Regions from separate parts of the Rattus norvegicus genome. Here region 2 is linked to region 1. The links are chromatin contacts, called in public Hi-C maps. All regions are on one chromosome and are shown on one strand. The core of a region is the stretch at or near the end of the contact, and the rest is flanking DNA. Distances in the headings are between cores, read along the strand shown.

Region 1 (3,906 bases), core at 1,070-3,569:
CCAGGCTGTCCTTTGAGATTCTGTCTTGCTCCATCGATCATGAAATGCTGGGGACCAGGGGAGGTCAGAAACATTCCTAGAATCCACTGGAATGAAACAGCTGCACACCCAATAGTTCCTGCTGCCCAAGCTGGCTTGTCCTTGAGGCCTGACAGCATGTTGCCAGTGCAGACATTTGGTGAAGGAGTGGCCCTGCCTCCCAGGCAGCTGGTGACCTAGCCTGGCTGCTCCACAGCTACCTGTCTGATGCTATTACAGGATGAAGCAGTGAGATCAAGCTGCTTAGGAAAAAAGACTGAGACAAAGGCAGGGTTGCTCTGCTTCAGTGATGACTGGGTCTACAGCTCACTTGCTCATCTTTTCAAGCAGTCCCTACTTCCCTAAGAGCAAATCCTCCCTATGTAAAGTCCCTCCCGCTTCCCTGCATCCATCCCTTTTTCCTTAGATCATAAAAGCTAGTTCATCATTTATAAATTGCATGACTTTACATGCACGCCCTTTCCTCTAAATCTTTCCCCTATGACATGAGTATGTTAGCATCTATATTGGGAATGATTTTGAACATAGGAGGTGTATATTAGTATAAATTAAGAACTTAAAATAGGTTTGCTATTGTTATTATTACTGGCAATCCTGTGGCTTTTGATACCATTCTGGTAAAACTCATTAGTTTTCCTTATGAAGTCAGACACCTTCCTGATTCCTATAACCAGCACTGTAACTGCTTTTTGAGAAGCTGGAAGAGAAAACTCTCTAACTTGCCAGGGTTCTGGGATAGAAAGACAGGTCTGCATGACAATAAGTGCCTGGCCAAATGGTGTCCACCAAAGAATTCTGATAAAGGCAATGACAGCTTCCATCTAAGAGATAAAGAATTTAGTAAATGAATTATGGAAGAGAGCTTACACATCTCTTCTGATGTCCTGTCTGACAGATAAGGAAGCTGAGCCCATACAGTTAAAGGCCTTGATTCAATCACTAGCAAAGTAGACAATTGGAACAAAAATTTCCCACTAAGCAACGTGCAGGATGTACCTCAAAGCATTAAATAAATAATGAATGCTGTAGGCTAGGAACTATACTGAGTATTGTCCTCTGTCTTCATGGGATAGAGAGTGAGAACCAGCTTACTCCCACAGGATGGAACCAAGTCTCCGGATCATGTAAGGGGACTGGGGCCCAAAAGAAAGGCTAACTCAGCCTGAGTGATTAAGGGAGGATTTCTCAGAAAACAGAATCAGAATAGTTCTGAAGGATGCATGAGTTAACAGGCAAACAGAAGAGAGGTATTGTGAAGACTGAAAGTCCAGAATGGACTTTAACTGTGACAAAGGGTGATACAGGTGGCCAAAGACAGGGGATGACAAGGCTGACAGGTCCAGCCATTCTGTTCCTTGAATCTGCAGCTAAGGATATGACTGGTCATTTGGGAAGCATCTATTCTTCAGTGAATCTCAGAAAGAGGGAGAATCCCAGGGCTCGGGTTAAGTAAGAGTGTGTGGTTCTGGTCTCCTCTGAAGGTCCATACAGACATGCTTGTTTGGGGTGGCCACCATCTTGCCCCACTTACCACGCTGAGGTGAACAGACACTCCGGGGTCTGGAATGGGAAGTCTGTGCAGAGTTTCAAGAAGTTCATTCCACTGACTTTCCTGAAAGAAAGAAAAGGTCCAAGTTATAAAAGCTGGACCTGAGGTGAAGTCTAGACCCAAAGAGAAACAGGTGGGAAATGCTGGCCCCAAGACAAAAATAGGTTTGATATTCAAGTATGGTTGGATAAAAGACACTGCTCCAACATAAGAGCCAAACCGATCCTCCCACATCAAATTCGACATTTTCTATTCAGTCAGACACCTACCATGACCACCTTTTATGGATCATATACCATACGCTCTCAGCAAATCTATCCCTCCAACTCCATAGCAACAACTTTTAAATGCAAACAATCTGAGCTTCCAGGGCGGGGGTGGTTGGGAGAAATAACAATGACACCATGGATCTAGTCTTCATCATATTACCCTCAATTAATTTTATTGAGTGTTCATTGTGTACATGTAGCAGACTCCAATTATGGAAAGTTAGAAATAAAGCAAGTTCACCAGCATGTGATACAGGACAGCAGCCGTGCATTTTAATTAGGGAAACTGAGCAGCTGAGCAACATACAAAGCAGCACAAATTATTCGGCTCAAAACAGATTCGCCTTTAAGATGCTCAAAACAACAGTGCTTACAAAATGATCCAAAAGCCACTTTTTTTTCCTGTGGGAATTCTGTGTGCTAATAAAAGGTTAAGTTTACATGGGCAGTCATGTCCTAACTACTGGATCCTTCTAGTCATCCACTTAAGGAGTGTAAAGAGTGAAGGTCTGAACTATGAAGTTCTAGTCTCCCATTGGATAGAAGGCTGCACAGCCCAGAGAGGGAGGAAGGATTGCTGTATTCAAGTCCACAGCCCTGTCTGCTTCTGGCAGGAAGCCTGAGATGAAGTAGACTCACCAAGCTTCCAAGCTTGTTTTAGTCTGTGCTCTGACAATCAAGTCTCTTAGAGGACACAGGTGCTTGAACATGTGTGCACAAGGTGAGTTTTGCTCTGAAGCAGTCTCACACCTACAGAACAATTTTAGAAACAAAGGCCCTTTCATTTCTTCCACTGTTTGAGAATGAGTTGTTGGCAATCATACCCTATCAGCTACACACGCACGCACGCACGCATGCACGCACACACGCACGCACGTGCACAATCATTCTTCTCTGAGCAATCATGTCTAATCACCACAGCCAGGAAGTATATGTGCCTCAGCACAGTGTGCCATCTAATCCTGTCTGGCTGTGCCAGCTATTCCGCTCCCTACACCATCATGGCAATAAAACCAGTTTAGAGGCATGAGTGACCTTCAGCAGGGTAAGTCTTGAGTTCTGCTAAAAACACCTTTGTCTTTTCTAATCTATAGGACCTTGACCATTTTGCAGAATGAGTCTCAGCTGTCAGATGTTTCCTCATGAATCTCAACTTGTTCTTTATTGATGATGTTTTCTTACCACTTGACTATATCATCTCAGATCTCTACTGAGCACCCCCTACACCAGCATTTAAAAAGCATTTTGTAGCAAATATTTTATATAAGTATTCCATCCCTCAAGTTTTGAGTCAAGCTGCTTATTTATCTTGCTACAAGTGCTTTCACTTGCCTTCAGTATTTGATGTTCCAGACTAAGATCTTGGCCCTTTACCTTGCCTTCCTGTCTAGAGGACATATCCCTATCATTTTCTGAGTACTTTCTTAATTTGGGATACAAAAGTTATTTCAGCATCATCTTACACTTTCTTTGCCTCAGTCCTGGAAGTAGCCCTTTCTCATGTCGCCAGGACTCCTTTTCTTGGGGAGCATTCACAAGCCAGGTCTGGGAGCCATGGGTTTGTAGGCTTGCTGTTCCTTGGGATTGATGACACCAGACCTTCAATGGTCAGAGTCATTAAGTAATGCCACAGCCCACCTTAGGCCTTAGGCGGTCAAAGCCAGAAAGTATCATACACACAGACCACCACATGCCTTCATATCTGAACTTACTTTTGTCTTCACACACTTAAAGCCTTAGCTTCAGAATGATGTCTCCAATTCAAGGCTAACACTAGAATCACTCCTGTTCCTTCTCTTTGCATACTGAGACTATACTGTTCAAAGATAAAAGACTCACCCCTATCTTGGGGCTTTACTGTCCAATGCGTGCTTTCCATGCTCTGGCACCAAGCACTGAGCCACCACTGCTGGTTCCCTTCCTTTTCAGCTCTCTGCAGTTCCCCACTGAGTTAGCACATCTCACATCACGACTACTCCCACTCTACCATGTACAAACCCTCATCTCCTCTGGCTCCAACACCTCAAGCGGGCCACTGCCCAGATCAGG
Region 2 (3,563 bases), core at 468-2,967, 330 kb after region 1:
CCACCCCCCTCCGTCCCACCTTCCCCCATAGTAGGCCGCTCTCAGGGCACCTCCCTTGGGCCAACAGGGCGCCAGGGTCCCCACGGAGCTCATTAACAGCAGTGAGGCCCAGGTGGGGGCTGGGCAGAGGGATGAGCCCAGAGATTCCCCCTGGGGGAGGCCTGCCCCAACCCGGCAGAACTGGGGGCTGGGAGGAAGAGGAGGGTCCATTCCCTTGTGGTTTAGTGCTGCTGGCTAACAGGAGTCATGTTCTGATCCCCTTTAAATTCTTCACGCTGGATGTTCTGGATGGGAACGCTGGTTGAAGGAGGGGTTATCTGTATGCTTGGGTACACGTGGATACAAGCCCTGATGTAAGGTCGTTCCTAATTTACAGCTCACGCTTTGAAGTAGGATCCATCAAGGCAGTGGCATTTGGGTAAGGGTAAAGGGGTCCCCCGAGAGGGCTTTCTAAGTAGTGTTGTCGGGATAACCACTTAATTCTGAATTTTGGGCAAAATTTTACAAGTGTCCTAAGAAGCATATAAATGTTAGATAAAATTTTAGTTTCCTTTGGGTCCCTGCAATCTTTGAGACCTATGATGGTTGACGGTTAAAAAAGAATTATCTGTTGTTTATCAGAAATTCAAATCTAACTGGGCACCGATTGCATTTATTTGCTAATTTTGGCACCCCTATTCTAGGCATGGACTATGTTGAAAGATACCTTTCCAGTTCTGTAAAGTGTGGTGACTTGGGATGAAACGAGGGCTTTCTGAGGGATCCTCAATGCCCTCATCAGCTGAGCAGTTATTGACACCCAAATTTTCTAACCCCTTCCCAACCAAGAATCCCCCACAGACCCTAGTAAAACCCCTCGGGATGGGGATGGGCTCCCTAAAGAGTCAGGCTTTCTCGACTTCCCTGGAGGCGGTGCAGCAGGAAAAGGAGAGGGGGGTCAGCCTTTACCAGTGTGTGAGAGTGGCTTCCTTTCCTTGGTTTTAGTTTTTTCCTGCCTCTAAAATAGGAAGAGTAGCGGTGGGACAGAGACGCATATAAAGCCAGAGCCTAAGTTGCCATCTTTCTCCAACTTCTTTCCCTCCCAGTCTACCTACAGCTCTCTCCGAAGGATGGAGAAGCTTCTAACAGCTTCCCTGAACAAACCCAGGGAGCGGCTCACAGGGCAGTGCTGCGGAAGACAAAGCTACATCATATAGTTCCCAGCTGTAGACCTGGCGCTGGGGGCCCTGGAGCCCACGGGGTCCTTCGGGGAGGGAGTGTTGATGAAAGTGGGATGAAATCGAGGCTGTCAGTAACTTCTGGATGCTGGTGCCATTCACTGCTAAGGGGAGATGGAGACTGCAGGGTTTTCCTTGGCAAGTAACTTGGGAAACAAAAGAGTGCAGGACCACGGATGGCAGGCTCACACCACTGTCAGGGCCTGGCTTGCTGCCTTCCCTTTGTGTCTCAACATCTGTAAAAAAAAGAAAAAAAAAAGAGTTGCTTTAACTGTCCAGCAGCTCTATGCTTGCAAAGAAAGCCTTTTAGGGGCTGGCAAGCTAGCTCAGTGGGTCAAGGGACTTGCCGCTAAGTTTGTAGACCTGAGTTCAATCTTCAGAACCCCTTTCCCCAACCACACACAAAATACCCGGAACCAAAAAGTCTCCACTGCTGCTCTTCAAACGACATGATGGCTTCTGGGGGTTTCGTTTTGTTTTCCAAAGGTTGACTCCACTATTTCCTAGGCAGGTCCCATTTTCAGAGAGCTTCGTTTTCTCCTTATCTAAAATGGGGATATTATTCCCATTTCAGCATTGTTTGTGCACACAACCGGGTTCCCGGACTAGATGTGTTTGTCAGTGGGCGGTGTGGACTTGGCGACCAGGCAGAGTCAGGAAATTCACCTGCTGCTTCTGCGTCCCTTTCCCAGCGCTGAGCTGTAACGAGAACGACGCGGAACACCTGGATCGCGACCAGCCCTACCCTAGCAGCCAAAAGACAAAGCGCATGCGCACCTCCTTCAAGCACCACCAGCTTCGGACAATGAAGTCTTACTTTGCCATTAACCACAATCCCGATGCCAAGGACTTGAAGCAGCTCGCGCAAAAGACCGGCCTCACCAAGAGAGTCCTCCAGGTCAGCTGGGCCAGGGTGGGGGCATCTGCAGCTGCCAAGGCCTGAGGCAGAATCTCACACGGACCAGGACTTTTGGAAGAACTTTCTGCCTGTCTGCCTCTGCCTTCTTTCTCTCCCTTTGTAGTTTGTCTTAGGATGTCAGCCTTTTTGCCTGCCATCACATATTCCCAGTTTCCGTCCTCATTTTTTCCTCTTTGTGTGGTCCTCTGTCTTCATACTTGATTTTTTTTTCCCTCCTGGTGGTAAACCATTTTTAGTTATCATCTATTACTCAAATGACTCTCCAACATGCTCATGTTTTAAGAGGCTCTAGTATTTCAGATGAATCCAGAACCCTCCTGCTTTGTCCCCACCCAAGGGACTTTTAGTGCCTTAAGTTTAGTGCCTCTCTGTCCATTTGCCCCCACATCATTCTTCCTTTTCTTGGATTTTCTTCTGATAGCTCTAACTTATCTCCTGGGTTGTTATTCGTTCGTTCGTTCGTTCGTTCGTTTTATGTTGTCTGCCTCCCAGACTTTATAGGGAACAAGAGTTGGAGATGCTGTGGTGTTCTAGACAGGATCTGGAACTTTCATGGGAATCCCACGCTCCCAAAGATGTTGAAAACTCTAGTCTGCAACCCCAATGTGTGGCACCATGTTGGAACAACAAATTTCAAACTTTCTGCTTTTCTGATACTCATTCATAGCACTTAACAAACCTCTTATGCCCCCTGAGCTTAGTTTACAATATGTGAAATGCACCAAGAGTCACCCAGCCATGCCACCGATGGGAGGTGCTGCTGTGTTGACACAGGTGACAACAGAATTACCTCATGCTTTATGCTTGGTGGATGCTAGTTAAAAAATAGCATTAAGTTAGTTTGTTATGTGATTAACTGGGATGAACAGTCCTGGTTGTGAGACCTCAGTTTCCCCATCATACAAGTCAGAGCCACCCCCCACCCCCAATAGAAGTTTAACCAAAACCGAAAAACAAAAGAAAATTTGAGAGACTATGCAACCTGACTTGTGTCACAGCAAGGACAGGTCCTGGATATTGAAAGCTGAGCAAGTGACAAATCAGAAGCCTCTCTTAAGAAAGTTTCAGTGACTGTCAGAAAGCAAAACAAAACTTAATGGGGTATCGGTGGTGGTGGGATGTGACTGACTTTGGTGGGAGTGAGGGTACAGACCCCAGTGGTTGAGGCACCTGGGTGGGCACCTGGGAAGTCTCTGGGCATCCCTTCAGTCGCTGGTGATGAATCAAGGGAGGTAAGGGAGGTCCAGGGGCATGCTGCTGCTTCTCTGAGTCTGCCCTTTGGTCTGCGCTAGGTAGCCTTGGGTTCTGGCCTGGACTCTGAGGGCCACACTGCTGGAGTCAGTGTTCACATTACTCTGGCCAGTTCTCTTAGACTCTTCCTTTCTTGAGGCTAGGTCCCCATCCCTCCTTGGAGACCTCCTGCTGTG

The links. A called contact is a pair of places that touch in the nucleus more often than the background predicts.
Region 2: a contact with region 1 is called in a Hi-C map of frontal cortex, with 2.0 times the contacts expected there. The contact joins two enhancer-like sites.

What each region holds. Positions count from the first base shown.
Region 1 is chr3:42,206,617-42,210,522 of GRCr8, forward strand. It overlaps Dennd1a (DENN domain containing 1A), which reads right to left. Exons shown (of 21, transcript NM_001191747.1): 6 at 1,571-1,651. Among named protein-coding and RNA genes, the nearest start is that of Dennd1a, 200 kb to the right of the region's middle. Within about 2 kb of position 2,320, at least 3 of the 93 cell types and tissues checked have an H3K27ac peak or open chromatin away from gene starts, as enhancers often do.
Region 2 is chr3:42,541,999-42,545,561 of GRCr8, forward strand. Lhx2 (LIM homeobox 2) reads left to right here. Exons shown (of 5, transcript NM_001106571.1): 4 at 1,910-2,115. Among named protein-coding and RNA genes, the nearest start is that of Lhx2, 8.0 kb to the left of the region's middle. Within about 2 kb of position 1,718, at least 7 of the 93 cell types and tissues checked have an H3K27ac peak or open chromatin away from gene starts, as enhancers often do.